3 separate regions of the Sus scrofa genome follow, and all the other regions are linked to region 3. A link is a contact called in public targeted proximity ligation data. All regions are on one chromosome and are shown on one strand. The core of a region is the stretch at or near the end of the contact, and the rest is flanking DNA. Distances in the headings are between cores, read along the strand shown.

Region 1 (4,410 bases), core at 505-3,004, 350 kb before region 3:
TTGTATTACTTTCATCAGTTTCACGAAATCTTCAATGTTTGACAAAATTGAACTTTTTCCGTTTGCAATTCATCTGCTTTGTAGTTTCATCGTATAGTCAGTCTCATGTGGTAAATATCTGACACTGAGGCTCTGACCGACCAAGGTGACTGACCCACTGGCCAGCATCGATGCTAGAATAAAGTAGGCAGCGATATTTGAATGAAAACTGATTTTGATAAATGACCAGCTCTTTATGACAATTTTTGCTTTCATGACACTTCTTTTTTTTTTTAATTTTTTTGTCTTTTGTCTTTTTGTTGTTGTTGTTGCTATTTCTTGGGCTGCTCCCACGGCATATGGAGGTTCCCAGGCTAGGGGTTGAATCGGAGCTGTAGCCACCGGCCTACGCCAGAGCCACAGCAACGCAGGATCCGAGCCGCGTCTGCAACCTACACCACAGCTCACGGCAACGCCGATCGTTAACCCACTGAGCAAGGGCAGGGATCGAACCCACAACCTCATGGTTCCTAGTCGGATTCGTTAACCACTGCGCCACGACGGGAACTCCTCATGACACTTCTTAACTACAGAAATTTAGAGAATGAATACTAAGCAAAGACCCTTGCTTTCTCATTAAACTGTTAAAACTGTATCATGTGCTCAACACAGTGCCTACTGAATAGAATGTGCTTTTGTTGTTTGTTTTTTTATATAGTGATTTTAATTTTTTTTCCATTATAGCTGGTTTACAGTGTTCTGTCAATTTTATATTGTACAGCATGGTGACCCAGTTACACATACATGTATAGATTCTTTTTTCTCACATTATCATGCTCCATCATAAGTGACTAGATATAGTTCCCAGTGCTACACAGTAAGATTTAGTTGTTAATAGGTAGTCTCATTATTTCCTTTAGAGGATCTGCATGTCCACAAATGTCAAAGGCATTTAAACATACATTAATAATATAAACTAAGAAGAATGTTTCCTTAAATCCATTCCCCCTTTCATCTATAACCACCATGATTAGAGAGTCAAAAAAAAAAAAAAAATCCCTCATTGTCCAGCCTACCTCTATTTCTTACTTCCCTTTCCCCTTATTTTATTTTATCTTCTTTCAAAAACATAATTCCCCTCTAAGGTGCCATATATTTACATATTTGTTTTGTCTGTTTTGTACCACTAGAATCTAAACTCCAGAGGCCAAGGACTTGGTTTGTCCATTGATGTATATGCAGCACCAAGAACAGGGCCTGGAATGTGATAGGTGTTCAATAAACATTTGCTGAATCAATGAAGAATGGAAGCCTCCTTCCACCGTCCTCACTCCAGGGCCCCAGTACCCAGGGGCCACTACTGTGACCCAAGGTGAGGGATCCTAGTGCACTACGGTCTGAAAGAGCCCCTGATGTGAGTGAGAATGGATACTGTACAACACTAAGAAGTGACAGTGCCGAGATTCTGAGAGGAACCAGGAGCATGTGGATAATCATCGTGGACTCAGACCCTCTCTGTCCCTAGACTAAGACCCATCCACTTTACTTCCGAAGGAACAGGGGGCTGTTCCATTGCAGAGCAAAGAAAGGAAGTTGGAATTCTGCCTCCTACAAAGGAGAAGATTTGTGTTTGAGTCACGAAGTGGAGGAAAGAACTGCCCCTGAGGGTGAGGCGAAGGTCAGGAACCTGTGTGCTGATCTCATCTCCGACACTAATTGGGTCTGAGACTTAGGAAAGCCACTTCAAACCTCGGGGCTCTTCAGCTTTATCTGTACGGGTGGGTGTGGCCAGATCAGCATTTCCTAAACCACGTCTCTTGGGACCCTTGACCCCTTCTGCTCTGAGTGTAGCCACGAGCTAGGTGTGGCTGTCAAGCACTTGGAAAGCAGCCAATTTAGAATGTAAAAACTAAGGTAGGATCTCATTAATAGTTTTACCTTGATTAATGTTGAAATCATAATACTTTTATAATTGAGGGAAATAAAATATTATTAAAATTAGGATATTACGGAAGGCTGTGATTGCTGTGGGGATAGGAGGCAGAGGGGAATTCTCAGTAGTTTCTGCTCAATTTTGCTGTGAACCTAAAACATCTTTAGGAGTTCCTTTCTTGGCTCAGCAGAAACGAATCGGACTCGTATTCATGAGGACACGGGTTCGGTCTCTGGCCTCGCTCAGTGGGTTAAGGATCTGGTGTTGCCATGAGCTGTGGTATAGGTTGGAGACAAGGCTCAGTTTCAGATGCGCTGTGGCTGTGGCATAGGCTGGCAGCGACAGCTCCTATTCAACCCCTAGCCTGATAACCTCCATATCCTGCAGGTGTGCCCCCACCAAAAAAAAAAAAAAAACAAACTCTAAAAAATGATAGATAAAAACTTTATATAAAAAATTAGGCAAAACCTATTTCCTTTTTTTTTTTTTTTTTGGCTCCTGTGACAAATGGAAATTCCCAGGCTAGGGGTTGAATTGGAGCTGTAGCTGCTGGCCTCTGCCAGAAACACACAGCAATGTCAGATCCAAACTGTGTCTGCAATCTACACAGCAGCTCACAATAACGCTGGATCCTTAACCTAATGAGTGGGGCCAGGGACTGAACCCCGGTCCTCATGGATACTAGTTGGGTTCATTACTGCTGAGCCACAACAGGAGCTCCCCTATTTCTTTAAAAACTAGCGACCAGAATATTTAAAATTGATATGTGTAACTCCAGATATGCAAGGTATTTCTAAATGACAGTGCTGCTCTACAATCTGAGAGAAGTCCCTCTGATCAAACACTGCATCTCACATCCCCTCCCGACCCCCTCCAACCCCTCTCTCAAGTCATAGTGCTCATCAGCCAAGTGAGCACACTGAGGCTGCTTATGGTATCCAGTGTCTAGAAACCTGTATAATTGGCATTTTCCTTTCTTTTTTTTTTTTTTTTGGATATAACATTTAAAAATTTTTATTATAGCTGACTTACATAATTGGCATTTTCTAAATGCATTGATCATAAACTCTCTTTTCCACTGAGCATCTCTTAATACCTCTCAGCTCTGAGGAAGACATTTTGGAAAGCAGTGGTCTGGTTTTTCTATAAAGTCTTTTTAGATTCTAATAATGTGTGATGAATGGATCTACGTACACGGAAGGAAGCCAGGAGCCAGTTTTTCAGATGTTGGTTCAGATAAGGAGAGTTTTAGGGAGAACTCCTGTTCAGCAGTCCTTCCTGGGACAGACTGCCACCCACGGAACCCTGGAAGGGAGGAGAATTGGGAAACCAGAGCGTGGACCGGGCCGAGGGGTGGAGGAGGCGGAGCGGCATGTGCTTTTGGAAGGATGTCCTCGGAGAAGCCTCGTGCCCTCCCAGTAGAGCCCTGGCTCTCCCCGGCTTGGGATGTCGATGCCCTCAAAAAATAAGCATCACAAGGAACACCTACGCCTCGGAGAGAACGTGCAGGGACAGAACAAACCCTCAAAGGGACTCACACAACGTGGTGTTCCACGTGGAGACGCCACAAGTGGCTGGAGGTGGCAGAAAGTCCACAGTTAGGGGGACACATTACCTGTCCGTGAGTCCAACCCAGGCCCCGGAGACGGATCTGTTCCACACTTTCTGGCCTCTCACCTCCAGGCCTCCCGGGAGCAGGGGGGCAAAGCCCTTGAGTGCTTATCTAGCCAGATAAGGCAGGGAAGCCACAGCCCGTGGCCTCAGACAGAGATTTCTGGGCGGGTGATAAGAAACCTCTTTCTAGTCTGGCATTTCAGCCTGAGCTTCCAGACAGTAACCCAGGCCGGGTGCTATATTACCTCGGATATCTGAGGGGGTTCCATTATGAGAGGAAGTTTCTCCTGGATGAACCTCAAAAAATTCTATTTCCTCTGTAAAACAGAGGAAATGCTTACTAACTTCTCCCTTTTCCTCTGTAACTGCCAACATATTGCTGAATAGAATGTGCCGCTTTTTATAAATTCCAAGCATTTATCCTGAATTAATAGCTTCTATAGTTTTATTGAGATTAATTTATATAGAACCAAATTCACCAATTTTTACTGGGCCTGAATTTTAGCAAATGTATAGTCATGCAACACCCCCACAATCACGTTTTAGAACACCTCTGTCACGCCTGAATTTTCCTCAGATCCCTTTGCAATTAATCCTCACCCCTACTCTACACCCCAGGAAACCACTGATCTGGCTGCTGTTGCTGTAGTTTTGCTTTTCCTAAAATTTCATGTAAATGGAATCATGCTGCACAGCATATATGATTTTTTTCTGGATTTTTTTCCCTTAGTATGATGCTTTTCAGATTCATTCGTGTTGCATCAGCATCCTGTTCTTTTTAGTTGTTGCTAATCCATTGTATGTCATTGTTTTCTTTTTTTTCTGTACATCAGGTGATGGGCATTTGGATTGTTTCTAGGTTGGGACCATTATGAAAGAATGTC
Region 2 (4,091 bases), core at 1,375-3,874, 380 kb before region 3:
AAAGCCCCTTGAAGGACTTGACAAGATTTTGCATGGACTGTTCCTGAACCTTGAATTCAGGACATTCAGGACTAAGTCTTGTTCACTGTAATCTCCCCAGTACCTATCATAGTGCTTGGCACCTGGCAAGCATCCACGAGACATTTAATGAATGAAATAATATGCTAGTTCATTTTAGGCTTTATTCTCTGTCTGATAGTTTTCTTCCACCTCCCCTCTCAATTTTTTTTCTTCTTTTTGTCACTTCTCTTCTTTGGGGCTGGAGCTTCTCACTCTGCTGGGGAGTTTTATTCTTCACTATTGGAGAGGCACAATTTGCAACAGACCTGCAAATAATCACCATTAATAGGTTGCTGCTTAAGTGAAGTAAGTCAGAAAGAGAAATGGTATCATTTATATCTGGAATCTAATATACAGCACAAATGAAACTTGCTACAGAAAAGAAAATCATGGACTTGGAGAATAGACTTGCGGTTGCCAAGGAGGATGGGAAGGAGTGGATGGACTGGGAATGTGGGGTTAATAGATGCAAACTATTGTCTTTGGAATGGATTAGCAATGAGAGCCTGCTGTGTAGAACTGGAAACTCTATCTAGTCACTTATGATGGAGCATGAGAATGTGAGAAAAAAAAAGAATGTATACATGTATGTGTAACTGGATCACCTTGCTGTACAGTAGAAAATTGACAGAACACTGTAAACCAGCAATAATGGAAAAAATAAAAATCATTATAAAATAAAAAAAAATAGGTTGCTGCTTTTCCTATTCCCTGGGTTCTTCAAAGTCAGAAAAACATTGTTACCCTGTCTTAGCAGGACGTTACCCTGAGGAAGTGCTCCCAGAGTAGAGCATAAATGACCATAGGTTAAACCCCAAAGGGTGAAATAGCATGTGCATCCTATTTCTTAACTCCCATGCTTCACTTACTGCAGATAAGAACAGCTCATAATTATTAAGTTCATCCTATAATTTAAAATAAATAAGAATAATCTGTTTATGGTTATCAACAATGTGTTACGCTAAATAAAAAGCTATACAACAGGAGTTCCCATTGTGACACAGCAGAAATGAATCCAACTAGGAACCATGAGGTTGCGAGTTCCATCCCTGGCCTCGTTCAGTGGGTTAAGGATCCGGTGTTGCCGTGAGCTGTGGTGGAGGTTGCAGACTCGGCTCGGATCTGGCGTTGCTGTGGCTCTGGTGTAGGCCAGTGGGTACAGCTCTGATTAGACCCCTAGCCTGGGAACCTCCATATGCCACGGGTGCAGCCCTAAAAAGAGAGAAAGACAAAAAAAAAAAAAAAAAAAAAAAAGCGATACAACAAACCTGAAGAAGATATTCAATAAACAAATACTCAAACCACTGAGTTCAGAGACTTAGTAACTAAAGCGCTAGAGGAATAGTTTCATCAATGCCTTTCTCCATAATTTGCGACATTCATCAAGATTATACACCTGCCTCTTCATCTAAATATCTGCTCAAAGTCACCTCCTCCTGGTGGCTCCATGACTGTTTAAAACCCGACGCCTGGGAGTTCCCGTCGTGGCGCAGTGGTTAACGAATCCGACTAGGAACCATGAGGTTGCGAGGTTGCGGGTTCGGTCCCTGCCCTTGCTCAGTGGGTTAACGATCCGGCGTTGCCGTGAGCTGTGGTGTAGGTTGCAGACGCGGCTCGGATCCCGCGTTGCTGTGGCTCTGGCGTAGGCCGGTGGCTACAGCTCTGATTCGACCCCTAGCCTGGGAACCTCCATATGCCGCGGGAGCGGCCCAAGAAATAGCAACAACAGTAACAACAACATCAACAACAACAACAGACAAAAAGACAAAAGACAAAAAAAAAAAAAAACAAAAAAAAAACCCCCGACGCCTCCAGCACTCTCTAAGCCACGATTCTGTTTTGTTATTCTCAGAGTACTTATCACTCTCTTTAAAAAAAAAAAAAAGAAAAAAAAAACATCTCTTTTCAAAATCTAGACTTTAATCTCCTTTAGCTCCTCCTTAGAATGCAAGCTCCACAAGAGCAGGGGCCTCTATGGATTAGAACCTGTAATGGTGATTGACACCCAGCAGACGGTCAATAAATATGGCTGAATGCGTTTCTCAAAGTAAATGGAGGGGAGGAGAGAGAAAAAAAGCAGGGTTGAGAAAGAAACTATTTCTTTATTTAACCTAACATTCCTTCCCCTATTAAAGCTCCACTGCTCTAAAAAACGGGAGGCAACCAGCACATTAAGAGAAAAACAAAAGAAATGAATTCATGGCTTTTATGCTGCCTGGTAATTTCGACAGATGTGATATTTTTTTTTTGCCTTAGGCCCTAGCATTAGAAATTTAACAGCGATGTGGTTTCTCATACTTATAAAAAAATTGGCCTACAGAGGGTGCTAGTTCACTTCAAAAAACTAACAGACGCGCTTCCACTTGCCTTGGGGCCAGGAAGCCAGCGGGGAAGCAGTTTAGTAACAACACATGAGCTATTTAAATTTGACATATTTTGTTTCATAACCAATGTTTAAGAAAATGAAAGCAATCTGGGAAAATGCCAGAAGCATTCAAAGACCTCCCTTGGGGAAAAGAAGGGACATTATTTTTCAAAGGCGAAGAAGAGAAGCCAGGCTAAGAGAAGCGCCCAGAAGTAGCGAATATTGCGTATATTTTTTAAAAAGAAGCCTGAGGCTGGGAGTAGTTGCAAGTCTTTGAGGAGAGATTGGCAGCCCTCTGCCAAATTCCACCTGCACTTGATGCTGGGAAATGAGGACTTTAGAGCCTGGCATAAGATGCCCGTAGACCCAGGGGATGAGGGGGTTCTTCCTGCCGCTGTTTAACGGAGCTCACCATTCTGGAAACTGACCCTAGGTTTTGGGGTTCAGCGAAGACTAGAGGGAGGAAGAACCATTTGAGAGTTTTGAAATATGTACTTGTCACAGCAGAATGAATGGGAAACACAAGGGAGCCTGGTAAGTGGGAGAAGACCCCTTCGAGGTTTGGATCTGCCAAGAAATCTTCCGGGAAGGAAATGGAAAATAGCAAGCTAGTTCTCTGGGAAAACTTCTCAACCCTTTTTCTTTTTTTTTAAATAATTTATTTTTTTTCCCACTGTACAGCAAGGGGATCAAGTTATCCTTACATGTATACATATTTCCCCCACCCTTTGTTCTGTTGCAATATGAATATCAAGACATAGTTCTCAGTGCTACTCAGCAGGATCTCCTTGCAGATCTATTCTAGGTTGTGTCTGATAAGCCCAAGCTCCCGATCCCTCCCACTCCCTCCCCCTCCCATCAGGCAACCACAAGTCTCTTCTCCAAGTCCATGATTTTCTTTTCTGAGGAGATGTTCATTTGTGCTGGATATTAGATTCCAGTTATAAGTGATATCATATGGTATTTGTCTTTGTCTTCCTGGCTCATTTCACTCAGTTTCATCCATGTTGCTGCAAATGGCATTATGTCATTCTTTTTTATGGCTGAGTAGTATTCCATCAACCCTTTTTGAATGAACAACAGTTGAGGGAGGTTGATGGTCTGGGGTGAACCTCAAGGTAGAGAGTCATAATCCTAGTTCTCTAATCTTCAGGTACAAATTTTCAAGGAAATTTGGAATCAAAAATTCCTAAGAGCTGTGATACAACTTCTTATGTGTGGTGGTTTCAAGTGGTGTCTATCCTTGCCTTTGTCAGTTCATGGTGGATCCATCTCTTTACTGTAATGTTCAATGGCCAAACTTTAAACCGAATCAATAAAAAGCAAGGAATGAGTTTGCAAAAACAATCAGGCGCCTCCTGCAATTTAATCATAAAATCAATTAAATCAGGTTTCTTGGCACCGTGTAGGGAAAACATCTATGTTCCCAATGAACTACCTCATTGATAAAATGATTCATTTGAAGACATAGCTACCCTCTAAGATTTTACTCTTAAAAACAAATGTTTATATTTCAGGCACATATTCAAGATTCTGAAGTCTGCTTCTTTTTCCCTAAGGCTTTGCTTCATCTCAGATGCACTTCTAACCTTTCTTTTGTTGCTACTGTAAACAACAGCCAGGTATTCAAAGTAGAAAATCTATTTAAATGCTTAAAGTCAATGTA
Region 3 (4,283 bases), core at 164-2,663:
CTGTCTCCCACCTCCACCCGGACCTTCCAGCCAGATGAACTGCTCTGTAGTCCTTCAGCCTGCCAGGCATCCTCTTCCCTCAGGGGCTTTACAAAGGGTTCCCTCTTCCCTTTCCACAGAGCTGGAACCCTCAGCTCTGAGGGTCTTCATTCAAATCTATTTTCTCAGTGAAGCCTCTACAATTCAACATGCAGACCCCAATCCAGCCTATCCCACACCCTCCTTCTATCCCTGCTCCCCCACTACTTCATCTCCAGGGCCTCCAAACACACTGCATATGGCACTCACTCCGCTCAGAATGGAGGGAAAAGGGAGACCTGCGTTCATTTACTGCTACAGCCGCAGCGTCTGGCACAGTACCCAGCGCCACAGAGGTTTGCAAAATACTTGCTGAATTATCCATCTACGTGATGTTACAAAGAACAAGGTATAAACGATCAGAAATTTCATCTTTAATGTTAAAACAGGGTTATTCCGTGAACGACATCACAATAGAAAACAAAAGGATCCAGTCAGGCATGGGAAGATATAATCTAATTTCCGTTTACAAATTTAGCCAGAAAAATGCTAATATTCAATACACGAACTGACAGTAGTGAGTGTAGTTTTACATATTAGTAACAATATATTGTCAACATTTTGAATAAATACATATAGTCAAAAACAGCTAAAACACTTCTGTATTTAAGCTTTTAGGTATGACAAATAATGAATGAGAATAATGTATTTACACTGCTTTTACTTAAGAAAAATTATACACCTTCCACCACTTCATTCTACAGCCTGCAGTGTATACACTAAAAAAAAAAATTTCTCTGTCAGCACAATTATATACTGAAATAATCATAAGATGGAACTACAAAATCTAATCCTTCCCCAAAATGCGTTAAACCCACAGGCATTTAAAGTAATGTTTTTAGTAATGGTTTTAACTCAAGACTAATTTTTGTTTTGTTTTAATCATAGCAATGCAAGGGCAATTCAGATCCTGAAATGCTAAAAACTACTTTCAGCAAAATATTCTGTAGATTCAAAGAAAAACATTTCCAGAGCATTAAAGACCTCAGGAGGCAATAAAGCAGCCTCCCATCTTGGGAAGTCCTCCAACAGGTAACTGGAACAAAAGAGGCTGGTTTTCACCTTTAGGGGAAAAGTGAAGACCGGGATGAACAAAAGGAGGAAATGAATGAGAAAAGAAGTAAAACTGCTTGAATTTTGACTCCGCACCTCCATTCTTTTGTTTTATCCCAAGTCCTCATATTTTTAGAAAGCCATAAAGAAGGAGGGAGAAAGAAAAAAAACAGAGAGAGAGAGAAAGCTGGGGCCCAAGGGCCCCAAAACACCACTCCTAGTTAGATAAAATAGTAGCAGCTCTATTCAAAGCTATAAAAAGCTGCCAGAAGGGCCTCCAAGATCACATCCAAAAATAGCTTCAAATCACTCTCAGAGCGTCACTCTGTCAGAGACAGACAGGGCATTCATTTCCTCATCTTCAGTTCACTCCCCAAATCAGATAATCTTTCTAAAGAATGTACGTATTGAAGAAACACACCAAGTGGCCTGATCAAGCATAAGGCGTAATCGGAACACACTGTAGAATAAGCTCTTAGGTACAGAAAATTTTTTGAAATAGTTTTTACATGGTCTCAAGTCCTAATGGATTTGGATATAATGAATAGATGCATAATTATCTGACTACAGAGCACTGATTTCCCAAACAAACCCATAGCATAAATTACAGGAGGAAAAAAAAGAATAAAACCCAAACCAAATGGAACAACCCTTCCATAGAAGTCGTTGTCAATTTTTTCCCCTACAAAGGCAAAAACTGGGAAGGAAATAAAAGCCTTCCTGCTACTACTCACACCGAGAAATGTGCAACACATTCTAGCTTTACACTATTCTTTTGTAGACAGTGATGTATTAAGTCTAGAAGTACTGGGCTAAAGTTACTACAGTGTTGGCTTAACTATATTTCTGAGGAGGTAATTTACAAGGCTCGGCGCCTCAGCTTCCTCAACCACATCGTTAGCCTCTCGTGCAGAGGTGCTATGAAAATTAAATGAGAGAACACTGTAAAAGGACTTGACAAATGAAGTCACATGAGAAGACTACAGTCATACGTAACCAATTACAAGAGAATGCAGGGTAAGAACAAAGCACAGTAACAAATCTCAAGATTTATTAAGTGTTCCTAAAAAAAAGAAACTAACATCTAGTTGCACTTTGTGACCCTACTTGTTTAAAAGCAATCCTGGGACTGGATCCCAAGTAGAATTTTAGCTCAGATCATGCAAAATAAAAGGTAATACGTTTCCCATCACGGCTTAGCAGAAACGAATCTGACTAGTAACCATGAGGACACAGGTTCGATCCCTGGCTTCCATCAGTGGGTTAAGGATCTGGGGTTGCTGTGGCTGTGGTGTAGGCCAACAGCTCCTGCTCTGATTCAAACCCTAGCCTGGGAACCTCCATATGCCAGAGGTGCAGCCCTAAAGAAAAACGAAAAAAAGAGAAAGTAATGTAGACTATGTTTAGGAAATCGGTTGCTAAAAAGTAGAAACGGATGTACATAAAAATAGAGTATGAATTTAAGTGGCAACACAATTAAGGTCTCAAGGAAACTACCTCGTCTTACAGAATGCATACAGCAGTTCATGCTACAAATACTTTAAGAAGGAATTAAAAAACACATCAAACTGATCTGATCAGGACAGATCTACTGGGACTCAAAAGAGCAAAATCCCATGGAGTTCCCGTCGTGGCGCAGTGGTTAACGAATCCGACTAGGAACCATGAGGTCGCGGGTTCAGTCCCTGCCCTTGCTCAGTGGGTTAACGATCCGGCGTTGCCATGAGCTGTGGTGTAGGTTGCAGACGCGGCTCGGATCCCGCGTTGCTGTGGCTCTGGCGTAGGCCGGTGGCTACAGCTCCGATTCAACCCCTAGCCTGGGAACCTCCATATGCCACGGAAGCGGCCCAAGAGATAGCAACAACAACAACAACAACAACAACAAAAGACAAAAAGACCAAAAAAAAGACAAAAAAAAAAAAAAAAAAAAAAATCCCAGAAATACACCACAGTAAATTACAACACTTGACATGCTGTCAACTAACTCTGTTAACTAGTTTTCCCATTTTTAGGTTCAATAATAATGTGTGCAATATGAAAAATTGTAAATTGTACACATTTTAAGGCAATGAATTATGTACAGGAAAATTTTAGATAATAAATAGTATCCTTAGAAAAAGAGTGATAATTTGTGGAGTTCCCAATGTGGCCCAGTGGGTTAGGGATCCAGGGTTGCTGCAGTTGTGGCTGTGGCTTGGCCTGGGAACTTTCATTGCCATGGGTGTGGCCAAAGGGGAAAAAAAGTTCTCATCTGCATATGAGAAAAAATTGTCCTATTATTCACTATATATACCCCCACCACATTTTATCTATAGCAATTAGGTTTTCTTTCTCCCCATAACAGAATATTCTCTGAAGAAAAAAGAAAACAAAACAAAATCTCCTGTGATGCAGTGGATTAAGGATCTAGCATTGTCACTGCAGTGGCTTGGGTCACTGCTATGCCACGGTTTGATCCTTGATCTGGGAACTTCCACGTGCCCGTGTGCAGCCAAAATAAATAAATTAATACAACAGAATATTCTCTAAACACAAAACTGCAATTGTGGATCTTTTAGCTCATCTCACCTAGATGTGACTATACTCGATTTTCATTATCACAAAAATGTCATAAAATTGAGAGGTGCCTCAATGATGCCTATTCTGTCCACTCCAACCTACTACTACATCTTTAAGTGATTCTAAAATACTAACAGGGGCTCCTTTTAGGGGATTATTAATCAAGCAAGTTGATTTTTCATTATACAAACTGTAAACCACCTGAGGGCATCTATGAGTTCCCCCTCAATTAGTAAGTAGACATTTTAAAAATGTCACCAATGACATTTGAGTATCATGCCCTTAACATTTCATCCATGAGCCCTATGATTTTTACCATGATTTTGCTTAATGCAATGAATTTGGAACACATCTCATTATAGTAAAACTGACTACATGTATTCTAGCTGCCATTAGGAACGGAACCAAAGTTGTGCTCCATTTCCTCATTACATTACTTCCTTACAAATCATAAGGCCAGCTAAAGGTATATACCATGATAAAAATGGCCAGTGAATGCTTTCCCTTCGAATGGCTGTTCAAAAGAAATATGTCAGCCATGTGTCTAATTACAAATTTTCTAGTAGCCACATTAAATAGCAATGTGGTCATAC

Evidence for each region.
Region 1: a targeted proximity ligation map of skeletal muscle shows a contact between it and region 3. A contact is called at or near these places in 11 of 47 Hi-C or Micro-C datasets (brain, embryonic fibroblasts, epiblast stem cells and 7 more) and 1 of 2 datasets of targeted methods (skeletal muscle).
Region 2: a contact with region 3 is called in a targeted proximity ligation map of skeletal muscle. A contact is called at or near these places in 10 of 47 Hi-C or Micro-C datasets (embryonic fibroblasts, epiblast stem cells, liver and 3 more) and 1 of 2 datasets of targeted methods (skeletal muscle).

The regions. Positions count from the first base shown.
Region 1 is chr5:90,048,340-90,052,749 of Sscrofa11.1, reverse strand. No RefSeq gene overlaps it. Among named protein-coding and RNA genes, the nearest start is that of EEA1, 81 kb to the left of the region's middle.
Region 2 is chr5:90,084,429-90,088,519 of Sscrofa11.1, reverse strand. It overlaps LOC102158255 (a long non-coding RNA gene), which reads right to left. Exons shown (of 2, transcript XR_002344326.1): 2 at 163-326. Among named protein-coding and RNA genes, the nearest start is that of EEA1, 45 kb to the left of the region's middle.
Region 3 is chr5:89,698,726-89,703,008 of Sscrofa11.1, reverse strand. The region is part of intron 1 of UBE2N (ubiquitin-conjugating enzyme E2 N); the gene reads right to left. Among named protein-coding and RNA genes, the nearest start is that of NUDT4, 27 kb to the left of the region's middle.